Linked DNA regions of Mus musculus: all the other regions are linked to region 1. Evidence: chromatin contacts called from public HiChIP or PLAC-seq and promoter capture Hi-C data. All regions are on one chromosome and are shown on one strand. The core of a region is the stretch at or near the end of the contact, and the rest is flanking DNA. Distances in the headings are between cores, read along the strand shown.

Region 1 (3,426 bases), core at 437-2,936:
GATAAGGGTGAAGCCAGTTGGGCAGTGGGACTCAGGAATGTCCCTTTGAGGGTAGGGAGAGTGGCAAAGATCCTCATTAGCTGAGAAGGTGTGGGTGGGCATTTTGAGGAAATAAGGTGGTTTGTTTCATCATTATAGAAGCATCAGAAATTGCATGTAGTGATTGACAGTGAGATCAGTTCAAGAGGCCAAGCTGAGAGGTAGGAGGGGAAATGGCGGGCTCTCTTAAAAACCCTGTTCCTGGAGACAGAAGCTTTGATCAAAGAAGCATCCTTAAAAGAAAGCTCTGCAGGAAAGATTTGAGAGGGGGTTTTGTTTTCCTTTGTTGAAGCAGGGTCTCATTTTAGCCCTGGCTGACCTGGAACTCATCTTGTGGCCCACGTTGGCCATGAACTCACTGCAGCCGTCCTATACCAGTTCCCACGTGCTAGGAATTAAGGTGTGAGCCCCCATACCTGGTAAGATAATGGTCTATCTTAAGTCTGTCTTCCTTAGGGGATACCTTATATTCAGCCTGAAAAAAAAACTTCTCTTTTTGCCCTATTTATTATGGATCCTTCCCCCCGCACCCCCCCCCCCCTTAAGTTATTGATGGAATCGAGGCTTTTGGAGTGGCTATAGCTTTACCACTGAGCTATATTTCCAGCCTTGGGCCACATTTATAATTCCCAAATGCCTGCATTTGTTTTCTGATGGGAAAGGTACAATTGTCTTTCTCAGTCTTAGTAGCCAAGTCTTTGTCTTTCTCTCTCTCTCCCTTTCTTTCTTTCGTTTCTTTTTTTCTGAGACATGGTTTTACACTCTGTATAGCCAAGGCTGGCCTGGCTCGCGATGTACACCAGGCTGATCTGGTACATGCAAGATCCTCTTGTTTTAACCTCTCTAGTGCTTTTCCTCGTTGAAGAGTTTTCCATGTCTGCTTCCCTCCAATCGCTCAACATCACATTTTAGCTTCTTGGCTATGAGACCGATTGTGGTCTAAAGGCAAGAACAATAAGCTTCCTCCAAGGTCTAAACTAAAGCTTCCGAATTTACTTTGACGTGTATTAAGTTTTGAACTAAAGAGTGTGACAGATACAATCCTCTTACAACTGAACACGAAGAAACCATTTTTTTTTCCTCTGCACACCAGCTCCTATAGTTCCTTGTTCTGGTTCAATAGGAAAGCTCACTCGTAGCAAATCATTCCCTCTGGGTAAACAGACACAATGCTTAAGTCGTTTGCAATCGACCATTGAAAATAATTTTGAATATCTTCTAGAAGTGGTAGGGCATAAATCAATCATACGTTAGTACGGTAATAAAAACAAGCCCTACTGTTTGAGGAAGAGTTGACTAAACGCTTTCGGAATCCTGAAACCTTCATAAGACGACGCCTAGCATTATGTTGGCCGCTGACACAAACACACGCTCCATCCCGAGTCATTAAACCGTGGCGGCCCACTCCCTTCTCAGATCTCTTCAGAAATCGTCGAGGAAGCTGGGTGAGCGTTCCGAGGCACTCTGCCCGCACTGTTTACATTGTGGACCCGGCCGAACTACAACTCCCAAGATGCATCACGCTTCCAAAGCCTCCCGAGGGGAGGCTTCCGGTTTAGGCCAGCGCGGCTGCGCACGGGGTGTGGTCTTACTGGCTCGGCCCGCCTCGTGCGATGCGCGTCACGGCTACGCGCGGGCGCGGAGGCGGGGAGACGCGGCGGCGGCGGCGGCGGCGGTCGCGGCGGCGCGAGCACAGTCCCGACGCGGTACCGCGGTGGCGGCGGCGGCGGTGGCGGCTCCAGCGAGCGGCCCCCTCCCTCCGCGCCCCCCCTCTCCCTCCCCGAGGCGCTGCTTCCCGAGGCGCCCGAGCCGCGCGGTGAGACGGCCGCTAACTCGGGCGAAGGGCTGTGGCTCGAGCGCGGCTTCCCGGGCTCAGCAGATTGCCCGGGTCGGAAGGAGGTGAGGGCTGAGGGACAGGTGTCCCCGGCGCGGGCCGGGAGCGCGCGCCTGGCCGGCTCCGAGCGCGGCCGGAACTCTGACCTGCGGCCGCGCGCCTGGTGCGGGGCCCAAGCAGCGGCCGGGGGGGTGGGGTGGGGGGGGGGGCCGGGGCCGCGCTCCGTGCAGCTGCGGTCGCGGGCGCCCGCTGCCCTGTCCCCGCCGCGGGGCAGAGTCCGAAGCCCCTCGCTCCGTCTCTAGTCGATTTCGGAGCCGGTACCCCCGCGATGGCCGGAGACTGAAATCCTCCCGCCCCGACTTCTAGTTGGTGTCTTCTGCCACTTCTAGGGATTTCTCTGGCAGGCTTGCTTCGGATGGCTTGTGCTCAGCGCGACTTTTCCAACCACTGGGATGGGAAGGTTGCCCTCACCTTTCCTTAGGTGGCGCGTCAGGCTGTCACTGCGGGATAGTTCTTGGGCCCAGTTCTGAGCCCCTTTGGGTTTTTATTTGCCAGTGGTTAGCTTGTTAGAGAATTGCTGGAAACGGCTATAAAATAAGTTTTGATGAGTCCGAGGGAGCGCTAGACCAGACAGCTAATGAGTCTCTTCTTTTGTTTTTTTTGACCTTGATTTAAACATTTGTTTCTGGAGTTTGAAAACTTCACGAGAGCGTTGAGCAATGAATTTTTGATAAATGACATGACCACCTGGGATTTGGTAGGTACAATGCTTCATTGGTGGTTTTAGTATTTTAGTGGAAATGATCTTTTAGTTGCATTTATGTTTTACTCTGGTTGTCTCATTTAAAGAAAAAAAAACTTTAAAAAAATTAAAATTATCCAGTTTATTATGGTGTGTTTCTGTGTGACTCCTGTGTTCATGGCACACGTGTGGAGGTTAGAGAACAACTTGGTAAAAGTTGATCATCGTCTACGTTTATGTGGTTCCGGGTATCGAACTCAGGCGGCAAGGTCTTGAAAATTTGCCTGGCAAGCATACTCTTTAGCCATCTCACTTGATGGCCTGTAATTCTTGTGTTGCTGTGTTCATTGTGTTTCCCCAAAGCAGAATGCTTACCCCTGCTCCCCAAGGAGCAAGGTAAAAATACTGCAGTCTTTTAGGATTTTAAAATTTATTTGTTCATAAAACACTTCCCAACTAAGTGTATTTGTTTTGTTTGTTCGTGGGTGAGGGTGTGCAGGTCTCACTCTGTAGCCCAAACATTAAGAATCCTGCTTCAGCCTTCTGTGTGTTAGCATGAATCACCTACCATGTTGTGAAGACAGGCAGGATCAATGTAGTTCAGGCAAGCTTTAATTTCTAAATCTTACCTATGAGTCCAGAATCCTGGTATGGACAGATGCTCTACTCAAAGCCCGCCCTCCCTTTGACATGGTCTCACTCTGTAGCCCTGGCTGTCTTGGAACTCATGTAGATTAGGCTGGCCTTGAACTCAGAAATCCACCAGTTTCTGCCTCCCATGGGCTGGGATTAAGGATGTGCACCACCAATA
Region 2 (3,426 bases), core at 344-2,843, 980 kb before region 1:
GGCCAATTCTTTCTAAACCTCTACATTAAAAAAACAAAAACAAAAACAAAAAATTAATGCTCTTTATCTTTCTCAAGGATGCCTCCTTGTTGCAGTAATAATTAGCGTGGGGGTTCTAGTCTAGTGACATCACCCTGTAGACAACCTGAGTTCGGATTACTAAATTTAAGAAACCCGAGTAGTGGCCTGCAAAGGTTTGATAAACTGAACATCAGTAGGCTTGGACACAAAAACGGTCGACATTAGTGGGGTTTTTTTTAACACGCAAACAGAAAGATGGTGCGTGAGCTGATGACAGGACACTTCAAACGCCTTTCCCTAGGAAGGGCCTGAAGCCTTTTGTTATCCTTACCTCCAATCCACACTACAATATCCGTGCCCAATAAGTTCTGGGAAGGAAAAGGTCCCAGAGACACCTCTTTCTGTCTTTTGAAGGGGGACCTGAGAAGCGATGCGATGGCCCAGTCGTCAGGCCAAAGCCTGACAATCTTGAGTTCGAGCCCGGAGACCCACAACCCCCACAACGCAGGAAGAGAATCGACTCCTACAAAATGTCCTCTGACCCCTCCGCGAGCGCTCTCTCGCTCTCCTCCCCTCTCTCCCTCTCTCTGTCTGTCTGTCTCTCTGTCTGTCTGTCTCTCTCTCTCTCTCTCTCTCTCTCTCTCTCTCACACACACACACACACACACACACACACACTCACACGCGATCAAATAAAATGTCAAAGTGGACGTGAAACTGCGTTCAGAAACCAGGGCAAAAAACATCCTCAAAAGTGGCCTCGGGACACCAAGAGAGGAGGGAGGGGCCCCCGGAGAGCACGGAAGACCCCCAAAGAGGAAAGCCACGGGGAGGAGGAGGACCGTCCCGCCGCCCCAGCACGCCCCCCGTCCCCGCCCTCAGGCGACGCTACCTTGGGTGGCCGGATTTTGCAGATGCCCGTTTTCTCCGCAAAGGGCCGGATGCGCCCGATAAAACTCAGCGGGTCTGTGAACTCCTCCCAACTGGGCTCAAAGACCGGGCACTCGGGCGGTGGCACGAACTCCGCCGCGTAGCCCCCCGGGCCCACGGACGCCATGGTCACCAAAAAATAAAATAAAAAGCCAGGGGGGCCTGAGGTGCACAAGCGAGGAAAGGCTTGGCTGACGGCCACCAAAGCCCTCTCACGTCCCCGCACTGGGGCCGCAGCGCATCTTCTTAGGACGAGAACGAGTCCTCACAGGAGCGCCAGCCGCTCTCCCTCCGCTCGTTTGTTATTGTTTCCTTCAGGGCTTTTCCTCTCAGGGGCAGGACGCTCCCGGAAGTTAACGTGCTGCTAAATCAGTCCGCCACCGCAGGAAACAAAATCCCACCGCCGCCACGTCTAGTCGGGTCTTCTCTCCTCGCTCCCTTCCATGACGGCCGGCGGAGCTTTTTTGTTTTATTTTGGTTTTTTGTTTTCTCACAGCTTGCCTGTCAAAGTTCTGCGCCCTCCGTCCACCCCGGGTGCGCGGCCCCTCAAGGCGCCGCGACCTCTCTCGAGGAGAGGCGAGGGAAAAGCTACCCCGCAAGGTGGAACGCGCGCTTCCGGCGCGCGGAGGAATGTGTAATGCCTCGGAGAGCAGAGGTACTGCTTCCGGTAAGGGGCTTCCGGTTCCTCTTTGTGTCGGGGGTGGGGACACGAACGCAAGGTGGGCCCCTCCGTGGCTAGTCGGCCGGGTTTGTTCGTTCTCCGAGACCTGTTTTTAACATCGTTGTCTAGGTTTGGACAAGTGACGAACTCTTGGCCGAGTTTCCGCGTCTCCGTTTCCTTCTTTCGAATGCTAGTCTTGTACAACTCGTTTCGCTCGGTCGCCTTCGTACGGGTTTCTCGCTTCTCCGTGACCAATAGGTTTCAGCCCAATTCCGTCATTACATGGGCCGGCCTTCACCACCAGCTGCGACTTGCTTTTTCTCACGACACTGGGAACCTACCCATAGAGGGCCTGGCCTTGCTAGTCTAGCTGTTGGCAGCCATCCCGAAACCGTATTTGAGTAGTAAGCAGGGCCTGAAAACGCTTGCTTTGTAACCAACCCATTTCAGTTTGGTATGAAACTGGTCACCTTGTCAGAAACCTCTACTTGGAAGGCCGGGCATAGTTGCACACGCATAGAGTTCCGATCAGCAATGGCTGGTTTAAAAAAAAAAAAAGCCACGTTTCTGGTATACGGTCCTACAGTTCCTTTATGCGTCTAAGCCTGACTCTACAAGGTTGAAGGCAAGAACCGGCTCCAAAGTTATCCTGTGCCCTCCACATCCATATACCTTTATGGTGATGAAGGTAGATGCTTTAGGGGCAGTTCGAGCTGCATATGAATTTGAGGCCTGATTAGGCTACGGGAGACCTTGTAAGTAAGGAAAATCCCTGTGTGGTGGCTCAGGACTATAAACTCAATTCTGGGGAAGGAGATGTAGAAAGAGCACCATAAGGCCACATGGTACACTTATCGAGTTCCAGAATGGTCAAGAATACGGGGTAAGGGCCAGAACAGTGGCTCAGCTGTGAAGGGCACTTGCCACCAAGCTTGAAATCCTAAGTTTGATTCCTGGAACCCCATGGTTAAAGGAGAGAACTGAAAGCTGACCTCACCTTCACGCCAGGTCCACATACATTCATCTACAAATTCACACATTAAGTAATCAAAGGCTGGGGGGGTTGGAGTGGGGGGGTGGCTATCAGGTAAAACGCTGACTCATAAATAAAGGTTCTATTCTGCTAGTCAGGATCAGGAATGCAAGGAAATGGACTCAGGCTAGTTTGTTCAATTACTTTCTGTACTAGAAATTGAACCCAAGTCCTTGAACATATTAGGTAAATGTGTCCTGAGCTGTAACTCCAGTATAGTCTCCATTTCTTGCTTAAAGAAAAAAGGGAAAAAGTGATATACAGAGAAAAAATGGACATAGGAAGGTATGATGAATTATATACAATTACTAAAATATTTTATAACAAGACTTAGGTCATTTAGCATTTAATCTGAAAAAAAAAGAACTATGCACATCAAAAGAGAAATAGTAAAATTCAAAAGACTGTTTTAAATTTTTGTGTTTGTTTTTCAAGACAAGGTTTCTCTGTAGAGCCTTGGTTGTCCTGGACCTCTCTGTAGACCAGACTGGCCTCTGACTCCCAGAGATACCCCTGCCTCTACCTCCCAAGTGCTGGGAGGAGCAAAGGTGTGCACAACTGTACCTGGTATACTTGAAAATTTAAAACTCATCAAAAGTTCTTTCATTACATACGCAATCAAAATATATTGTTATTTGGCTGGGGATGGAGCCTGAAGGATCACAACTCCAAGATCATCCTCAGCTGTCTGTGTCAAGGCTGCCCTGGGATTTAAAAAAAAAAAAAAAAAAAAAAAAAAAAAAGGCAACAAAAGAAGCAACTTTTAAAGAAAAATGAATTC
Region 3 (3,426 bases), core at 388-2,887, 970 kb after region 1:
ATCTTAGCCATTGCGTTCTAAGCAACCATTTGGGGATAATGAAACAAACATGCTAAAATCTCTTTAGTATGCCTATGAAAAATGTCCTTAGTGTTTAGTGCCTTAAGAAAACTAACTGACTAGTTGTCTAGTTACCTCTCAATGTCAACTTGACACAGTCCAGAGTCATATGATGGTCCAATAAGAAAGTCTCAGTTAAGGAATTGCATAAATCTGATTGGCTTATAGGTATGACTGGAGGGCTGGACTTGATTATTAATTGATTTAGGATAGCCAGGCCCACTATGGGTACCACCATTCCCTGGGCAAGTGATACTGTGCTATGTAAGAAAATAAGGCAAGCATAAGCCTAATGAGTGAGTTAGCAAGCACTATGGTGTCTGCCCTGAGTTCTTCCAGCGTTGGACTGTATGAGAAATTTCTCATAGGCCTCATTTGGTGGTTCAGCTAGGGGGATAGTTGCCAGGCAGGATGACCCTGTCACAGGTTGGGACTGAGGGCTGTTTGACTTGTTCAATAGACACCTCTGTCAGCCATTTGTCCTCAGTTTGCGATCTTACATTCCAATCCTTTTGTTGATGATAAAGGGCAATGTAGTCTTTTCTATAACTACTTCCTGCAGAAATTGGGGCGTTGCTCTGGAATGTGCAGAAAGGCTAGAATGATGGTCACTGGAATGATAGTCAAAGGATGGGGAGAGAGAAATAGGAGGGCCAACCTCACAAACTATCATTTGCTAAACCTTTGATTTTGTTTCATAATTTCCATATGAACCTTTAGAGCTGTTTTGTGTTGGTGTGCTATTAAAAGGTACAAAATGGGAGACTTTGAGGCAACTGAACCCATGTTCTTGGCTCATTGAGGTGAGAGCTGTGTTTTGCATGAACATGCTATTTTGTGGGAACCTGAATCCGTATTCCCAGGCCGCAGTCACTCTTATTTGGCGCAAGGAAAAAACCCTACTTCTTATTCTCCTTGAGATGAGCTCAGTTTTGAGTCCAGCATAACTGTAGCAAATAACCGGGACTGGGGGTTTGAGGGCTATTCCCCAGGACTGGACTGAGTCCTGGGGATGCAAGGCTGAGCACAGAGACACAAGACACACGACACACATAGCCACACATGCACACAAAATGGCAAGCTAAGACGTTTTCTGAAGAAAACGCCCTCTCCAGGAGCACAGAGGAGCACCCTGCCCTCAGCCCGTCGGTCCTGGCACAAGAGGGCAGCAGAGCGCTGAAAACCCGTGAGGACAGCTCTGGCAGCGGTGACAGGGAGCGGTAGCCTAGCGGATGGGGCGGCGGAATTCACAGCTTTCAAGTTGGGACTGGCGATGACTCGGGCGTCCTTCCAGCGTTCCTCTGCTACTCAAATAAGCGGGCCAGGGCCCAGCGCCGCGCGGATCCTCTGAAGCCAGGTCGCGCTGGCTGAGAGCCCGACTCTCAGAGTGGCTGGGACCCGAAGGAGAGGGCAGTCCGTGCGAAATCTGAAAGTGCGCTTGCGCAACCCTCAGCCAACCCAGAGCTTACTTCCGGCTTTCCCCTGAAAGTCGTCCGTCCACGGGTTCCTTTTTTTCCCCTCTTCTTTGCTCGTTTCCCTCCGACGGGTACAAGCAGAAGGACAGTTTCCGCTTCCGGCGTCGTGCTTGCGGGCTGGAGCGGTTGCTGCCGTGAGTCCGAGTGCTTTCGCGAGCCCCGTCGGCTTCCCGGTTCGGTCGGTCCTCGACCTCCCGACAGGCTGCTCCCAGGCTGCGTCTGGGCTGGAAGGCAAGTTTCTCGGCCGCCGGAGAGGTGCTCCCGGGAGTGTGGAGGGCGTGGGTTCGTGCAGTGCTGGATGGGGAGCGGGTCACTCGAGCAGGGAGGGCTCCTGCCCAGCTCGGCTGCGTGTTCTTCTCCCAGCAAAAATAGATCACCGGGAGGGGAAAATGTGCTTCCTCCAGGAGCTGAGAGGCGAGTCTGCTCAGCACTGTTCGGATGTCTTAAACTTGTATGTTTGTTTTCGTTTTAAGTTAAAAGGACACTTCAGCCTAAGCTACCTAGAATAGTAGGCACTAGTCACGTGCGACTAAGTTTAAAATTAATTTAAACTTAAGATAGTTTTCAGTTTCCGAAGGTACGCTTGAAATTCTCTGTAACCACGTGTAGTTCACAAGGCTTCTGTACTGAGAACAGCAGGTAGGATGTATTTCTGTCATTACAAAAAATGAGCACTGTCGAAATGGCTTCAACATAAAACATAAGAAGGATAGTGTTGGTGCTGCTAACTCTTATACTTTATGGCGTAAGAAAGGGACGTGAATTTGAAGATACTGGCTAAACATTTTCTACCTCCATTCAATGAACAAATACATCAGCACTTAAGTAAATTAAATTACTGCCCTCCTGTGTTACCCTGATTATAATTGATTACCACCACCGTCCTCCCTGTTCCGTGTAGGTAAGACTTATTTGTAGTAGATAAATAGCCACCATGGAGACCAAGGACCACAAGAAACATAGGAAGAAGCACAGTGGGCCTAAAGCTGAGAAGAAAAAGAAACGGCACCTGCAAGACCTACAGCTTGGAGATGAAGAGGATGCCCGGAAGAGAAACCCCAAAGCTTTCGCAGTGCAGTCAGCTGTGCGGATGGCGAGGTCCTTTCACAGGTGTGTTTACCTGGGGTTAGTGGGTCTTCCCTTAAGTACTGGGAGCCTCTCCCAGATGGCATTTGCCTTGTGAGTCTTAACTCAGGTCTGAAGGACGTAGGCATGCCATAGTAGGCATGCCGTATGGCTTTTCCTAAAATGTCAGAGCTCTGTCAAAGAAACATTTTCCCTCTAACACCTGCCCTTTGCCTTTCCCCACTTTTTTCTTTGTTTTCTTTCTTTCTGTCCTTCTTTCTTTCTTGTCCAAGAAGAAGAATTTACACAATTTAGATCACACACAAAAAAATCTCCTAAACTTTGCATATCTCCATGGCAGTTAAAGTGTTGGTGGTTCCCCCCCAATACTTTTAATGTAAAATACTAAAATAACTGTATTTAGGGAGATAATAATATATAGCCAGCAGTTTTCTTTAAATGTTACCTAATTGAATTCTTTCAACAGCATTAAGAAGTTAGGAATTATTCTCATCTGTGGATAAGAAAACAGATTCAGAGCACAAGTTCAATAGCCAGTTGATAGAACATTTACCCTGTCTCCTACACCTGACTTGTTTTATAACATCTCGTCACTATGGTTCCCCTTAATTCTCTTAAACATTAAAGCCAAGTCAGTGTCATGATGTGTTTGATTATTAACTTTATTTTTTAGTCATCTGTTTTATCTTTACTGAAGAATAACTTTTGGGTGAGGAGGGGGTTAGAAGTTAACCGGTTAAAATAAAGTTAATTGGATCCATGTATTATCTGGTCTCTATACCATCTGGACTTTTAAAAGATCTTT
Region 4 (3,426 bases), core at 253-2,752, 930 kb after region 1:
GACATCATCTGCTCACTTGAGTTAAATATGTGTGAACACTATGTTGATCTGTTTTCCCCCTAAGATTTGAGGTTCATGCAGCCCATGTGGGCCTTGAACTGTCTATGTAGCGAGAGACCAACATCTTTCTGGGGATGGTCAGCCTGGCCCAGCAGAAGCAGCTATCCTTTTAATGCTATTCAGCACTAGGGTTGTGGCTTCTCTCTCTTTTATCCAGAGAATATTCATGATGATGATCTTTTAGTTTAGACTACTTTCCAGGATTTTATATAAATTTGTTTCACATTCACAAACTAATTAGTTAGTTAAAATATTACATAATTTTCCCCTTCCCTGTCCTCCCTTCTACCTCTACCCTATATCTAACTCCCCTTTCTCCACAGCCTTTTTTCTTTAACCACTCTTTTTACACACACACACACACACACACACACACACACACACACACACACACAAATAGAAACTTCTGCATCCCTCAGTGTTGCCTGCAGGTGTATGCCTTTGGGGACTGACTGACCACTTGGTATTGGACAACAACTCATGGGGCTCACCCCTGGGGAAGACTAATTCTCTCTCTCTCTCTCTCTCTCTCTCTCTCTCTCTCTCTCTCTCTCTCTCTCTGTGTGTGTGTGTGTGTGTGTGTGTGTGTGTGTGTAGTTGCTGATTGTCTGCAATTCTTCATCTTGGGATGCCAGGAGAGAAGCGAGGCCTATAGCACGAGGCTAGTGAGATCATGAATCTTATAGGAAACCCTACCACTGCCACTGTCCCAAAGTAGCACAATTCATAACTACATTCCCTATACGTATCATTATACCCACAGGTAAGCGTAGCTCTCATCCCTTAACAAAGACATTCTTTTTACAGCAGTTAGAGACCATTACCGAAGGACACACCTTGTCAAAATACAGTGAGCAACTGAGGGAAGAGTTCTCAGCCCAACTGATATAACACTCCTCCACCTAAGGCTCGAGCAATGCTGCAGAAGACCTGGTAGAGATTTTAAGAGCCAGAGGATAGGGAAGTCTGATGTGAGATTGTGTCTTGTAGCTAGGACAGGGAAGCCACGCCTATGAAATCTCAGCAAAGTGACCAAGTCCTGAACTATTCCAACACCAGTTGACATTCCAACATAATTTTTAACACATCTTTCCTTCTTTTTGAGTGTAGAAAATATATTAATTTGATCCCCAGTCCCCAGGGTAGTGACAGAAGGCTGGCGCTAGATAGAATAAAGATACAGAAAACTGTCGCGGTGTACCAGAAAGTCCCATCCTGGGAAATGAGTCTGACAAGGTCGTGTTTACACTGCAAACACCTTTACTTCTTACATAAAGTAACCCTGGTTTCTAGACGCCTTCAACAGCATCATTTTACAATACAGAGTGAGACAGGAGCTGACTCCGTTTTCCAGGCAACAGTCCTTCTTCCAACACTGGACGTGGAGACCCCACTACGAGCACCGTTGGGCGCACCGCCCCTTCCTCTGCGCATGCGCAAACTGCAGTCCTGCTCCTGGTCCATCCGTGGCCTCGCGTACCTCCTGGGAAACAACTCCTGGCCTTCGGCACGGTGCACTGCAGGAGCGGCGGGTGAGCCTTAGACAGCATCAAGGGCGGAGGGTTCTGGGAGCTCGGGCCATCCTGGTCGCTGTTGGCAGCAACCAGGGACCAGCGGGGTGGAGGGCTGTATGGGGAAACGCCGGGGTGCGCTGGGACTCCATGGCTCGGGCTTGCGGGATCCGGATAGTCCCGCACTTCTGCAGAGCTAATCTAGGGCCTCTAGCTCGTGCTACGCCTGCGCATTTTGCCCACTAGGCGGGGAAGATGCGGGGTGGTTGGGCGGAACCCTGAGGAGTTGACTCACGCATGGCGCGAGCGTGACGCGGTGACGCATCCGTTCTCTGGCTGCTGGGGCTAGATGCTGGGATGTGGGGGGCGAGCGGGTAAGCCAGGTCCCGAGTGAATGAATTACTGGGACAGAATAACCTACCCGAGACTCGGTTTCCTTTTGTGCACAGTGTGACTATTACGAATACTTGCTGCAATTTTCTTTTCTTTTCTTTTTTCTTTTTCTTTTTTTTTTTTATTTTTAAGCTACTACTAGGGAGCCCACCCTCGCAGGGGGCCTTTGGACTGGTCCCTAGGGCGCAGTGTTTGGAGTGGAAGAGGAAAGTGGTTAGCTAGCCACCAAACCTCCTGCCCCCTCACACACCCGGGATCCCAGTTCTGAATTTGGTTCTCGCTCATGTGTTTTGTGAAAATGACAGTGTCCTGAAACCATGGAAGACTGTGTGCTCGCCGAAAGTCTGGGACAAGTTTAAGGAGAGAGGTGAGCTGGAGTTGAGAGAGATGGGTGCATACAGGCTGCACATGGAATGCTAGTTCTTGGAAAACGATTGGGAGTGAAAGGCTCACAGGTCCGGAATTGCTATCACTGCCCCTACCTCCACATCTTATGCATCCCTCCTACCTGGTTAACTGTGGAGAGGCGGTCCCTTAGACTCTTGACTCATGTGAAGGTGGCATGTAGGGACACGCTTGCTATTATGGCCATATGTTTCCATCGGACAGTAGTGTAGGTGGGTCCTGAGAATCTCAACATCTTGCAGGTTTTTAGTGACACAACCGGGGCCTGCAGATGGCTGTATATTTTGTCTCTTTGAGGTGCAAGTTTCTTATCAAGCGATCGTTTTGAGAATTGTAAGCAAGCAACTTGGAATGTAAGCAAATACATTTTGAAATTTTTATCTTGCCTTAAAAGCCCCGTTCATTTCCTTGACTTACCTGACTTCAAGGGATTAATGGTGTTAGATTTAACAAAACCTCCTGATTCCCACCGCTGTCTCCGCACTCCCTCATTTTCCTTGATCATCAGTCCGGACAAGCCCATAGCCTTTCCTCCTTTAGATTATCATTTGCTGAATTAAAAAGATTGTCTCATGTTTTTAATTCTCCTGTAAGTTGGGTGCTAAGGGAAAACAAGCGTTTGCATTCATTCAGTGCAAAGGATCTAAACTCAACTTATGTTAGAGCCACACCTGAAGAAGTAACACCTTGCTTGTGGCTGCATGCAGGGCAGGCCAAGTCTCTGCTGACATCATTCTTCCTTCTCCCTCAGCTTTCCCTCCTCCACTCAGAGCAGAAAATGAACAAATCCCAGGTGAGTTTTTTTGGCTTATTTATTCCCATTTTGTTGATTGTTTTGTTTTTCAGTGAAAAAGTAGATCAGGCAAAAGTTTACAGCCACTGTAAAAATTTGCATCGGGCCAGTTGCCAGAATTGGGTGGAAGCTTTTGAAAGTCACAGAAATATCGGCTGACAAAAATTTCTCTGTGTTTTCTGGTAGTCGCACGGAGGTGAATGTGATCTGTTGTCTATCATCCTTTCTTGTTAAAACCAGATACTAGTTCAAGCCTAACACCGA
Region 5 (3,426 bases), core at 653-3,152, 910 kb before region 1:
TTCTGGCAAGCAGGCATACATGCAGGCAGACTACTGTCTGCATAATAAATAAATAGATCTTTTTTTTTAAAAATTACTTTTTTAGAGTTTAGTATACCAAATGTTGAGTTTTCTTTTTCTTTTTTTTAAAGATTTATTCATTATTATACGTAAGTACACTGTAGCTGTCTTTAGACACCCCAGAAGAGGGTGTCAGATCTCATTATGGATGGTTGTGAGCCACCATGTGGTTGCTGGGATTTGAACTCAGAACCTTTGGATGAGCAGTCAGTGCTCGTAACAGCTGAGCCATCTCTCCAGTTCCCGAGTTTTCTTATGGTAGTTTTACACACATGCGCATGCATGCGCACACTCACACACTTCATTATGTTCTTGTTCAGCCCTCTCCCACACAGCCTTTTCATCACTTCTTACCCCTCTGTTACTGACTGCCTTCCTCCCTCAGGTTCCTTCTGTTATCATGTAATGTGTATTCTATCAGTCTCTTTCCCCTCTTCCTCTTCTCTTAAGGATTTTTTTGAGATGGGGGCGCGTATACATGCGGCTGCACTCACCTACACTGGAAATCAAAACCAAGGCTTTGTGTATGCTAAACATTTCTCCTACAATTGGTATGTACGCCAGATCACTCTTCTCTTCTGCAGTCTCTACCCCTAGATTTCTTTTGTCTCTGTGCTGACCTTGGCTGACTTTAAAAAGCTTGCCTTGACCTTTCTTTCAAAGCTTCTATAATCATAAAAGAAGACCTTTTATGTGGCATGAGAGTTGGGAGAAAAGAAGAGACTCGGAAGGAAATAGCGCGAATCCACCTGTGGTACGGGCAGCTTAAGGAAGATGTGCCTCTCCTTTTCATTTTTTCTTTCTTTTTAAAATATTTTATTTCTCAAATGTACATGTGTGCCTCTTTGTGTGGGTATATTCATGTGAGTGGAGGCTGGAGCAGAAGCTAGAAGAGGAAGTTGGAATTAATGGGTTTGGGGAACCCACCTCAGGCCCTGAAGAAGAGCATCATACACTCTTTTCTCTTTTCTTTTTTTGAGATTTATTTGTTTATGCGTACGTACACTGTAACTGTCTTCAGACGCACCAGAAGAGGGCATCAGATCCCATTACAGATGGCTGAGGGCCACCATGTGGTTGCTGGGAATTGAACTCAGGACCCCTGGAAGATGCTTAATCACTGAGCCATCTCATCTCTCCAGACCCAGACCATGCACTCTTAATAGATGAGCCATCTCTACAGTTCTGCCAGACCCCCTTTCCATTTCCCTAGTTCTTTCATGGTTCTGGGATGGAACCCAGGGCCTCCTGAATGCTAAGCATTTGGTCTGCTCTTGAGTGGCCCCTCCATTTTTTTTTTTTTTTTAATCTCCAACAATCTTTCACCCAAAACACCTAAAACTGGAGAAACTCCTTGTAAAGGCTCCCCTGGTGCCTTTCAGTTGTAGTTGCGCCAGGGAAAAAACGGTATTCAAATTTGACTTGGAAGACAGTTAAGATTGAATGAAGTGTCAGTTAATTGTGACTAGGGTCTTTCTAGGTAGAGAAAGGTCCTGAGGCCAAAGTCACAGAGGTCACTTAAAAAAAATGTGTCTCAGCCCCACAGCAAGCTTCGAAAGAGCGCCTTCGAATATCTTGACGGTGACTGGGTTTTCTTGGTTCACAGAGTCCATGTCTTAGCTCGCATCTTCTTTCAGTCCCATATCCCTCATCATCACCCCACACACCCTCCCACATAACTCCAAGCCGGTGAGTACGCCAGGGACCAGCTCTCTCTGGCCCCACCTCTCCCCTTCCCTCATTCTCTAGGGGGCGGGGCCCACCTGCGCCTGGGGGCGGGGCCAAGGCGTGGGCGGGACAGGTAGGGAGTAAGGTAATGCTCGGAGCTGAGAGAAAGCGCCCTAACTGCAGCAAGCAAGCGCAGGGGCCGGAGGGCAACTAGGAGAGCCTCCTGGGCAGAGCGCTGGAGTGAGAAAGAAGAGAGGGAGGGAGGTGGCGGGCCTGCGACGAGGAGAGGCGTGGAGCGGACACTTGGGGAGGAGGAGCCCGGCTCCGCGGCCGGAGAACGACCTGCGAGGCACCCGCGCAGCCCAGGATCACCCCAACGCGTCGAGCATGAGCAGTCGGCCCGCTGGAGAGCGACCCGGGGAGACTGGCTGTGCGCCGCGCTGAGCGGCGGAGCCGGGCCGGAACGACGGGTGGGTAGCGGGTGCTGGAGCGGCAGGCTGGGCGAAGCGCCATGGGGAGCCCCCGCGCCGCGTTGCTGATGCTGCTCCTGCGCCCGATCAAGCTGCTGAGGAGGCGCTTCCGGCTGCTGCTGCTGCTCGCCGTAGTATCGGTGGGACTCTGGACTCTGTATCTGGAGCTGGTGGCGTCGGCCCAGGCCGGCGGGAACCCCCTGAACCACAGTAAGTAGCGCCGGGGGGCGAGGAGGTGGCGGAGGTGGGCGGGCGCTCCGGGCGGGGACCCGCCTCTCCGAGCTGATTCCAGGTGCCGGCGCCGCCCCGCGCTTTCCTGGGGACCTGGGCTTGTCGAGGCCACTGTGGGTCGCTGATCCTGGCCTGCCCACTCAGGACAGAGTGGAGCCGGGACGCTCTCAGGACATCCGGAGCGCTGGTGGAGGATTGGGGCGCCTTCCACCGTGCGGGAGCCACAGCCTCGCGGGACAGAGCTGTTTGCGAGCGCGGGCTCTGGGGCTGCGGCGCACTCGGCCACACGCTGCGATCAGAGCCTCCCCAACTTTGCCCTCGGCTTGCTGGAGTGGTTGGCTCGCTGTTTCCCCTCCAGCCGAGCTTTCGGGGGTTCCTTTTCAAAAAGCACCTCCGAGAGAGACGCCTGGCCTTCCCGCCTTGCGTGCGCCTCTTTTTCCAAGAGTCCCACCTCCTGAATGCGTGGTTCTCTGCTGGTCCAGACTGCCTCCTCCAGTGTTTTCACACTCTCCGCAATACCCACAGATCTAACAAACTCCCCAGACCCCGCCCAAGGCGACCCTGCCATGAGTAAATTCCTACTTGTATTTTTATTTCATCAAAGCACTCAAGTTTCTGCTTAGGAAAAGGGGAGGAAATGGCCTATCCCCTCTTCAATGGATATGATTATTACCCACAGTGACTTTCAGTATACTTTTGATAGGCTTAATAAAATTAAAAGTCATCTAGTAGCCAGAAAGGAGTGGAGAAGTTTCGAGAAGGGTCAGGTGCTCTTCTCCAGCCTTGAGGGGGGGGGGTGTGGGGGGAAGTTCTACTTCATCTTCTCACTGGGTCTCACTTTCCTGCTTTAAGAAACTCAAAGACTACCCTCCTGGTAGATTTTTTTGGCCAACAGTTTTTCTCTTAGCTGGATGTGATGGTTTATCTTTTGTGGCTCAGAAGAAGAAATGAGTGTCCTAGTCAGTAACTAAGCAGGATCGGTTTGGAGATGTACTCT
Region 6 (3,426 bases), core at 290-2,789, 910 kb after region 1:
TGGCTGGTCCTCACCAACCCAAGGCTATGAGTGTCATCTGAGAGCGTCTGAGGCCAAGACTTTCCCATTTGGTTTTACCCTGCCCATCTATTGTTTCCGCCAGTGTGTGTGAGTGTCCTCATTGATGACTTCTTCTGTTCTATTACTCTGAAGGCTCTGTGAAGGGACCAAAGAGATGGGGCAGAGGTGACGAGTGCTGGGTCCACTTCCAGAGGACCAGGGGTTCATTTCCCAGTGCCACATTATGGCTCACGACTGATCGTCACTCCAGTTCCAAGGGATCAGATGCCCCCTTCTGGCTTCATCATGCATGTCTCCCACATGATACACAGACATGCAGGCCCAAACCCATATACACAAAATAAAACAGCCCCGGGAAGCAGCTTGCACGTTGGAAAAGGAAATTTGGGGTGCCCTAAGTCTATGTTCCAGGACCATCATTATGTTCAGTTCACAATAACCCCTTAGAGTTATCCCCTTAGAGGCAAGAGCTGTGTTTCTGTGCCAACAATACCTTTATCCTGAACCTTGCAGGCTGTTTGGTCCCCTTGTCTCTTAAGTTGGCCTTTTGAGGACCAGTCAATGAGTCTGAGTCCTTATGGCTGCCCGGGGCTCAGTCGTTGATCTTAAAAGCTCTGGCACCATATATGCTATATGTATACATTTATGTGTAAAAATTGTAACTTTCGTATGAAGAATGTAATATTTCCATATTTCTAAGGTTAGTACAGTGCGGACTAAAGTTATGGCCAAGGACATATACAAGTTGTTTTACATATTCAGGACATCGTTCTTAGTGAGAGGATAAGAATGGCATTCTGCATCGGTAGGATACAACTTTAAAAATTTGGCCAGGGGGAGGCGGGGACTAACATGTAGGGCACTTTACTTGGTGTATTCTTTTGGTTTATATATACTGTACATATTTTTTTAGTTTCTCGCGTTTCGTGTTATCGTTTACATAGTTTTGAAAGGTAGTAATCCTAAGACAAAATTGCAAGCTCCTTGGATGTAAACTTCAAGTATTTAAGCTACCCCACCGTACACACTGCGCACCCTCTGACGGCCTTCTGTCTAACTCCGCAGGGTGCCCATTGCTTGTTCAATCATCCCCTTAAAGATCAGGCCTTAGGGAAGCAGCGCAGCGCTCAACAGTGAGGTACTCAGAGCCAAACTTCATAACGTGATCACACACGGAGTCATCGCGGAGGCTTCTGGAAAGCGTAGTCCAGAAAGGAGGGCCGTTAGGCGCATGGGCAGAGCCCTCGCCTGTCAGCTGAGGAACTTTTGTCCTTCGTCTTGCGGGGGACACCGAGCCCCGCGGCATCCCCCGATTTGAGGGGTTCTCCGATTGCGGCGGGCGGGCGGGCGAGCGAGCACGCGATCCTGTGGGGCGGCGGCGGGAGGAGCGCGCTGGGCGGGCTGAGGAGGGGAGGGGAGGGGAGGGAAGGGGAGGGGAGAGGAGGGGACATCAGCGGGAGGCAGGCGGGTCTGAGCCACCGCCCGGGTGACGTGGCACCCACTCGCCTTGTCCTCCCGCCACGTCGGCGTCCTCCCGCTTCTCAGCCATCCCCGGGCATCTGCAGCGGAGGCCGCTGTCACCGAGGTGAGAATCGCTCAGGGCGCACGGAGCAGGGCAGTCTTGCAGAGTGCTGTGGAACAAGCAGGGCGGGCTGCTGCTTTTCCAGCAGAGCCAGGTCCTTTCATCTGGGCCCCTCAAAGCTGTTCACAGAGGCTGTTTGGTTTACCCAGTACCTGCGGGTGGTCGTAATCCTCTATTGTTTAACTCTGCCGGGCTTGTCTCTTCCACGCAGTCCTGTCTGCGTCTGCTTTCCGTGCAGCCGCTGAGGACACAGCCTTGAAGCATACTTGATCATACCTGGAGTCTTCTATTCCTAAAACTCCTCCAGCCTCCTCTGGATCCCTTAGTGTGAGAGATTAATTAAGGCTCTCCCTCCCCATATCCCTCAGCTATCCTTTGTTAGACTGTTGAACAGTTATTTGGAAGTACAGTATTGCTTTTTAAAAAAAGGTCTTTCAGTATTAAATTTTCCTGAGAATCTGGGAATTATATACACTCACCCTCTAAGGGAATAGAAGTAAAACAGATTGGGGGTGGGGTGTCGATCTGGCCTTGGAGCTCCAGACTAGTTTGGAGCTGTTGAAACTCCTGCCTCAGCCTCCAGGATGCTGGGTTTACAGGTGTGTGCCACCCCGTCCAGCAGAGACAGATCTAAAAGATGAGAACTGTTGTTCATTTGTGTTCTCTGTTACGAAGGAGATTTCCTAAGGCTGATGATTGGCGCATTTGTATCTGGCCTTATACATTAGGCCTTTGGTATGCACCCGGCTGACTGGAATTAAGCATTTGGTTTTTTGTTTGTTTGTTTTTGTTTTTAATCTATATACACGATATACCTTTTTAGGGAATATGGTACTAAAACTGTTGTCTAATTAATTAATGACTTTATTTATGTATTTATTTGAAATAATGTCTCACTATGTAGTCCAAGCTGGTCTAGCTCTCGTTCTATAGCTTAAACCAGCCTTAATCTTGCTATCTGCCTGCCTCGGCCTTTACAGTGCTGGGGCTAGAAGTGTGCCTCACTCCATGTGGCTTCAAATTGCTATTTTTGAAGGTAATTTTGTTTCAAAGCTTCATTTGTTTCAAAGCTAGATTTGGCAGCCATGCAACAGTTCATTAAGATGTAATTTAATTTCACCCCACCCCCCTGTTTCAGCCTGTTTTGAGAGGCCAGTCAATTACAGGGATCTAAACCTGTTGTGTGGCTGTCAAGGCTTGACCGGAGGCTGCACAGAGGGTTATTCACCATGATTTAATTCCTTTCACTTTAAGAATAATAGCATTGAAACTAAGTCCCAATGCCGGTAGCAGACATAGCAACAGAACCAAAAGGAATCATATATAAGAGAAAATGGATCACATGTAAGGTTCTTGAAGAAGTGCTCCGTTTTCTTTTTGCTTTGAGAAACTGTAATTTAGGGAGAAGAAATGCCTGGTATTTGAAAGCTTTAAGATGACTTTCTAGCTTTGGAGGAATGTAATATTAACAGAAAAAAAATGTTACTTCCAATATAAACAGCCAAGGTCCCCTGTTTGCATATGTTACAGTTCCTTTGAAATGAATCTGTTCTTTGGTGTTTACAGGTTGGGTGCTTTTATCTTAGTCAGTAAGCAGACAGATGCTTTTCAAACAGACAGTAGAAATGTTTAGATTTAGTCAAAGACAAACACGCCCCAGGCTCATCAGGATGGGGAGAAGGCTCAATAGAGAGGCCAGTAGTACTTCATCCTGGTCCCTCTGATTGGGTCAGGACAGCTTCTCAGTATACAGTACTAAAATGCTGTCTCTAACTTTCTCACAGGAGACCTGGAGCTGTGGCCTATGATTTCCTAGGACTTCA
Region 7 (3,426 bases), core at 556-3,055, 830 kb after region 1:
AGGTAGAAGAGGGCATCAGGTCCCCTGGAACTTGTACAACCGACCAATGCTAGTCTTCATCACATGGGTGCCGGACAGTCAGTGCTCTATCGGCTGAGCCATAGCTCCAATCCCCTGTACTTGTGTTCTAAATACTTGTCCTTGTACCCACAGATGAGTGTAAGTCTCACCCCTTGCCAAAGAAGCTTCTTTTTGCAACAGGTGGAGGTTACTAAAGCAATCTACAGCTGGTCAAAATGCAGAGAATAACTAGCTAATAGTTAAATGGACCCAGAGCAAAGCCCAGAGCAGTGTGATAGAGAGACAGAAAGCAGGGGCAGTGGTCTACACCCAAAACACCAGCTTTCCAAAGCGGAGGCAGGAGAATCATTAAGGTTCAAGGGTAGCATAGGCTAGAGTGAGATTCTGTTTTACACACACACACACAGAGGCACACATGCACACACATGCGCGCACACACACACAAAGATAAAATTAGCAATAGAATTTATTTCAATTTTTATTACAAAAGATATAGTCAAATCAAAAACCTGTGGAATCATTCCATTGAGTACAGCATGTATTACAGATCCACACTGCAGAAGTGGGATTCCTGTGGGTTGGGGAGCAGGGGGAGGGGGTAGGATAGGAAAGCTGATAACATTCGAAATGTAAAGAAAATATCTAATAAAAAATTAAAAATTAAAAAAAAAAAGAAGCTGTACCATAGGAACTGACTGATCTGAACTACTGCCGTAGCAAGTTTTGAACGTTGCAAGTCCAGAAGCAAATCACATTGAGCCATCGTGTTCTCCTGTGCGTGGGACCTAGCTTCTTTATGTCCAGGAGGTAAAGCCTTTGGAATGTCCACTGGGACTCCTAGCTTCCATCAGCCAAAGGGGGTAAGAAATTCATCAACTGCCATCTGAGGGGTGTTAACACAAAACCCACTTACCTGACGTACCCACCGACGTATCTGAAAAGTGGGTTGATTTGTTGTCGTTTCTATTAAAATTGGAACATGAAACAGGATTTGAGGTAGCCTGAATTTGAGGTAGTTCCTGCGGCCACTGGAGGTCCTATTAGGCACGAACGGTATTTTATTCCCTTTGAGGTGAGTTGTGGCTTTAGATTGACAAAATTTATTAACAATTTAAAACGTCAAGGTGAACACTTACACTGGAAAACTGCTTACTAAGTATTACTTTTTCCAGGTCCAAAACCAAAAATTTACACACATCATATCGTTTCATTCAGATCCCAAATGCAGACAACCTTTTCTTCTTACCTCCCATCAGCTTGTCTAACTCATATACTGACTCTTTAGGCTGTGAAACACGATCATTTATTGCACTAATTCCCAAACTACTTAGCTTAACAAAATCTCTTCCCTTACTCTTCCACGCCACGATTCCATCCATGCTGTTTGTAGTTTACTTTTTGATTATCGCCTACCTAGAGTCCAATAGGTTTGCTCCCCAACAGGTTTAACTGCCACTGAAACACAAGGCCAAAGCTAAGCAGGGAGGCCGGACTCCAGAAGGTTCTGCGCCCATCTGCCAGGCGCCCTCAATGCCCGCAGTCCTGGAGTACTGGGTCTGGGTTCCACGCTGCTGAGCGACCCCCATTCCTGTTGAAGCCTTGCAGCGATCACGCCCAAACCGAGGCTAACCCGGGCCTCTGGAAACAACACACTGCCCACCTCCGCCTTAAACCCCGGGTTAGAGAACCCGCTAGGTTGCAGCGCCCTGACCTCCTGAACAGCAAAGAAGGCGGAGCCTGGCCGTGCGCACGCGTGCTGGGCACTGGTCGCTGCTGGGCCTGTGTGAGCATGCGCGGCAGCAAGAAGGCGCGGGTTGCTAGTTTGCAGCTCGGCTTGGCGATTATTGTGCTTTAAAAACCTGCCGGGCCATGCAGCGTCTTTCCCGGTGGGATCCCGTGCGTCTAGGCCGGCTTTTCAATAAGTGCCCTAGCTGCGTTGTGTTGTCAGCCAACGTTGCGCGGGGAAGAAGGTGCCTGTGAGGGGCGTACCCTCTGCCATGAAGAAGATTTTTGGCTTCAGGAGTAAGGGCCCATCGCCCTTAGGCCCCTCTGCCCGCCCGCGCAGCAACTGCGTGGGCTTTGGACGCGAGAGTGCTAGTGGCTCCCACGTGCCCAGGTACCATATTCACGACAAGGATATGGGCAAGATCCACAAGGCTGCAAGCGTGGGAGATGTAGCCAAAGTGCAGCATATCCTTATCCTTGGAAAAAGTGGCGTGAACGATAGAGACAAGAAGGACAGGTAATAAATGGCCCGCCAGTTAGCGGGGCGGGACGAAGCTGGTGGGGGAGCGTGCACCTACCTTGTCTGGCTTTGGGGCTGGAAGACAGAGAGTCTATCTTTCATTAAGGAAGCTTGACTCTTCCCACCTGGCTTTGAATGCCTAAGTCTTAGTGGGGTCTAAGCCCTGACCTGTATGAACAGCAAGGACAGCAACAAAAAACACTTCAGCTGGTTTCTGATCCACTGACAGTTCCCTTCACTGGCAATGTAAAGCGAGTTAACTAACATTTTAACTTTCTGCATACATATAAGAAAGTTTTATGTTGTAGAAATACATAATAGGAGAAATGTTTCTGTTCAAGGTTAAAAATTCTTCCACTAACATACAGGATCCATCTTATCACTGCCGTACACCTGTGTGAATGGTTTTGGTTGGTTGGTTTGTTTTTACTGCATTTTGAAGTGGGAAAATAGTTCCATATTCTCGAGTCAAAGATTGGTAATTCCCAGAACTCGAACTCTGAATATCCTGATCAATTTAACGTAAGCCAAACCCGACCGTCAGCGTTTTAACAATTTTGAGTTTCTTATGTTGCTTTTGATTTTGTGATGAGACGAGAAAAAAAAAACTTTCTAAAGGATAAAACTACTAGTTTTCACAAGTCAGTCGTTTACTAGCAGCCAAAGAGACACAGCAGTGAGCAGGGTGGAATAGAAAACCCAGAACATATCCAATCAAGTATATGTAAGAATTTAGATATTGCTGGGCAGTGGTGGCTCATGCCTTTAATCCCAGCACTTGGGAGGCAGAGGCAGGTGGATTTCTGAGTTCGGGGCCAGCCTGGTCTACAGAGTGAGCTCCGTGACAACCAAGGCTACACAGAGAAATCCTGTCTCAAAAAACAAAACAAAACGAAAAAACCAACCAACCAAACAAACAAACAAAAAAACCAAAAAAGAATTTAGAAGTTGATTCTGGTGACACCCCAGTTAGTAGGGAACAAACACTTAGGAATGAAATGGTTGTTGACTTGTTTGGAGAAAACTAGCAACATTTCTATGTCACTAAAATAAATCCCTGATAGAATATAAGTTAAACACTAAAAGAAAACACAGTGAGAAAAGTACCAAAACAAAACAAAGAGATGAGGAACGACTGCAGAACCACTGTGTGTGTGAGT

What was found. Promoter capture Hi-C pulls out the DNA fragments that hold promoters and counts their contacts. HiChIP or PLAC-seq counts read pairs in DNA pulled down with a chosen protein or histone mark.
Region 2: a promoter capture Hi-C map of pre-B cells shows a contact between it and region 1, with 4 times the contacts expected there. The contact joins the promoter of Kdm5a here to the promoter of Adipor2 in region 1. A contact is called at or near these places in 9 of 39 promoter capture datasets (the 3T3-L1 cell line, 3T3-L1-derived adipocytes, the C10 cell line and 5 more), 7 of 484 Hi-C or Micro-C datasets (B cells, CD4 T cells, the HPC-7 cell line and 4 more), 4 of 115 datasets of contacts at active chromatin or transcription factors (astrocytes, bone marrow-derived macrophages, large pre-B cells and 1 more) and 3 of 9 other capture datasets (adipose tissue, embryonic tail and liver).
Region 3: a contact with region 1 is called in an H3K4me3 HiChIP or PLAC-seq map of stem cell-derived neural progenitor cells, with 8 times the contacts expected there. The contact joins the promoter of Bms1 here to the promoter of Adipor2 in region 1. A contact is called at or near these places in 3 of 39 promoter capture datasets (cranial neural crest, pre-B cells and second pharyngeal arch cranial neural crest) and 4 of 115 datasets of contacts at active chromatin or transcription factors (astrocytes, bone marrow-derived macrophages, extraembryonic endoderm stem cells and 1 more).
Region 4: a contact with region 1 is called in an H3K27ac HiChIP or PLAC-seq map of extraembryonic endoderm stem cells, with 5 times the contacts expected there. The contact joins the promoter of Zfp248 here to the promoter of Adipor2 in region 1. A contact is called at or near these places in 2 of 39 promoter capture datasets (cranial neural crest and hippocampal neurons) and 4 of 115 datasets of contacts at active chromatin or transcription factors (astrocytes, bone marrow-derived macrophages, extraembryonic endoderm stem cells and 1 more).
Region 5: a contact with region 1 is called in an H3K4me3 HiChIP or PLAC-seq map of pro-B cells, with 4 times the contacts expected there. The contact joins the promoter of B4galnt3 here to the promoter of Adipor2 in region 1. A contact is called at or near these places in 2 of 39 promoter capture datasets (cranial neural crest and hippocampal neurons) and 3 of 115 datasets of contacts at active chromatin or transcription factors (embryonic stem cells, large pre-B cells and pro-B cells).
Region 6: a contact with region 1 is called in an H3K27ac HiChIP or PLAC-seq map of extraembryonic endoderm stem cells, with 12 times the contacts expected there. The contact joins the promoter of Zfp9 here to the promoter of Adipor2 in region 1. A contact is called at or near these places in 3 of 39 promoter capture datasets (cranial neural crest, hippocampal neurons and neural stem cells) and 3 of 115 datasets of contacts at active chromatin or transcription factors (the NIH/3T3 cell line, astrocytes and extraembryonic endoderm stem cells).
Region 7: a promoter capture Hi-C map of second pharyngeal arch cranial neural crest shows a contact between it and region 1, with 4 times the contacts expected there. The contact joins the promoter of Ankrd26 here to the promoter of Adipor2 in region 1. A contact is called at or near these places in 7 of 39 promoter capture datasets (the C10 cell line, the HPC-7 cell line, cranial neural crest and 4 more), 4 of 115 datasets of contacts at active chromatin or transcription factors (astrocytes, embryonic stem cells, extraembryonic endoderm stem cells and 1 more) and 1 of 9 other capture datasets (embryonic stem cells).

The regions. Positions count from the first base shown.
Region 1 is chr6:119,386,994-119,390,419 of GRCm38.p6, reverse strand. Adipor2 (adiponectin receptor 2) reads left to right here and starts at 1,686. Exons shown (of 8, transcript NM_001355692.1): 1 at 1,686-1,938.
Region 2 is chr6:120,362,266-120,365,691 of GRCm38.p6, reverse strand. Kdm5a (lysine (K)-specific demethylase 5A) reads right to left here and starts at 1,593. Exons shown (of 28, transcript NM_145997.2): 1 at 914-1,593. The coding sequence starts at 1,078. It also overlaps a transcript of Ccdc77 not described here.
Region 3 is chr6:118,417,628-118,421,053 of GRCm38.p6, reverse strand. It overlaps Bms1 (BMS1, ribosome biogenesis factor), which reads left to right and starts at 1,637. Exons shown (of 23, transcript NM_194339.1): 1 at 1,637-1,766; 2 at 2,437-2,645. The coding sequence starts at 2,470.
Region 4 is chr6:118,453,582-118,457,007 of GRCm38.p6, reverse strand. It overlaps Zfp248 (zinc finger protein 248), which reads left to right and starts at 1,502. Exons shown (of 6, transcript NM_028335.2): 1 at 1,502-1,592; 2 at 2,097-2,331; 3 at 3,121-3,162. The coding sequence starts at 3,148.
Region 5 is chr6:120,293,373-120,296,798 of GRCm38.p6, reverse strand. B4galnt3 (beta-1,4-N-acetyl-galactosaminyl transferase 3) reads left to right here and starts at 1,902. Exons shown (of 20, transcript NM_198884.2): 1 at 1,902-2,408. The coding sequence starts at 2,240.
Region 6 is chr6:118,477,386-118,480,811 of GRCm38.p6, reverse strand. Zfp9 (zinc finger protein 9) reads left to right here and starts at 1,539. Exons shown (of 6, transcript NM_011763.2): 1 at 1,539-1,606; 2 at 3,388-3,426.
Region 7 is chr6:118,560,650-118,564,075 of GRCm38.p6, reverse strand. It overlaps Ankrd26 (ankyrin repeat domain 26), which reads left to right and starts at 1,805. Exons shown (of 34, transcript NM_001081112.2): 1 at 1,805-2,263. The coding sequence starts at 2,019.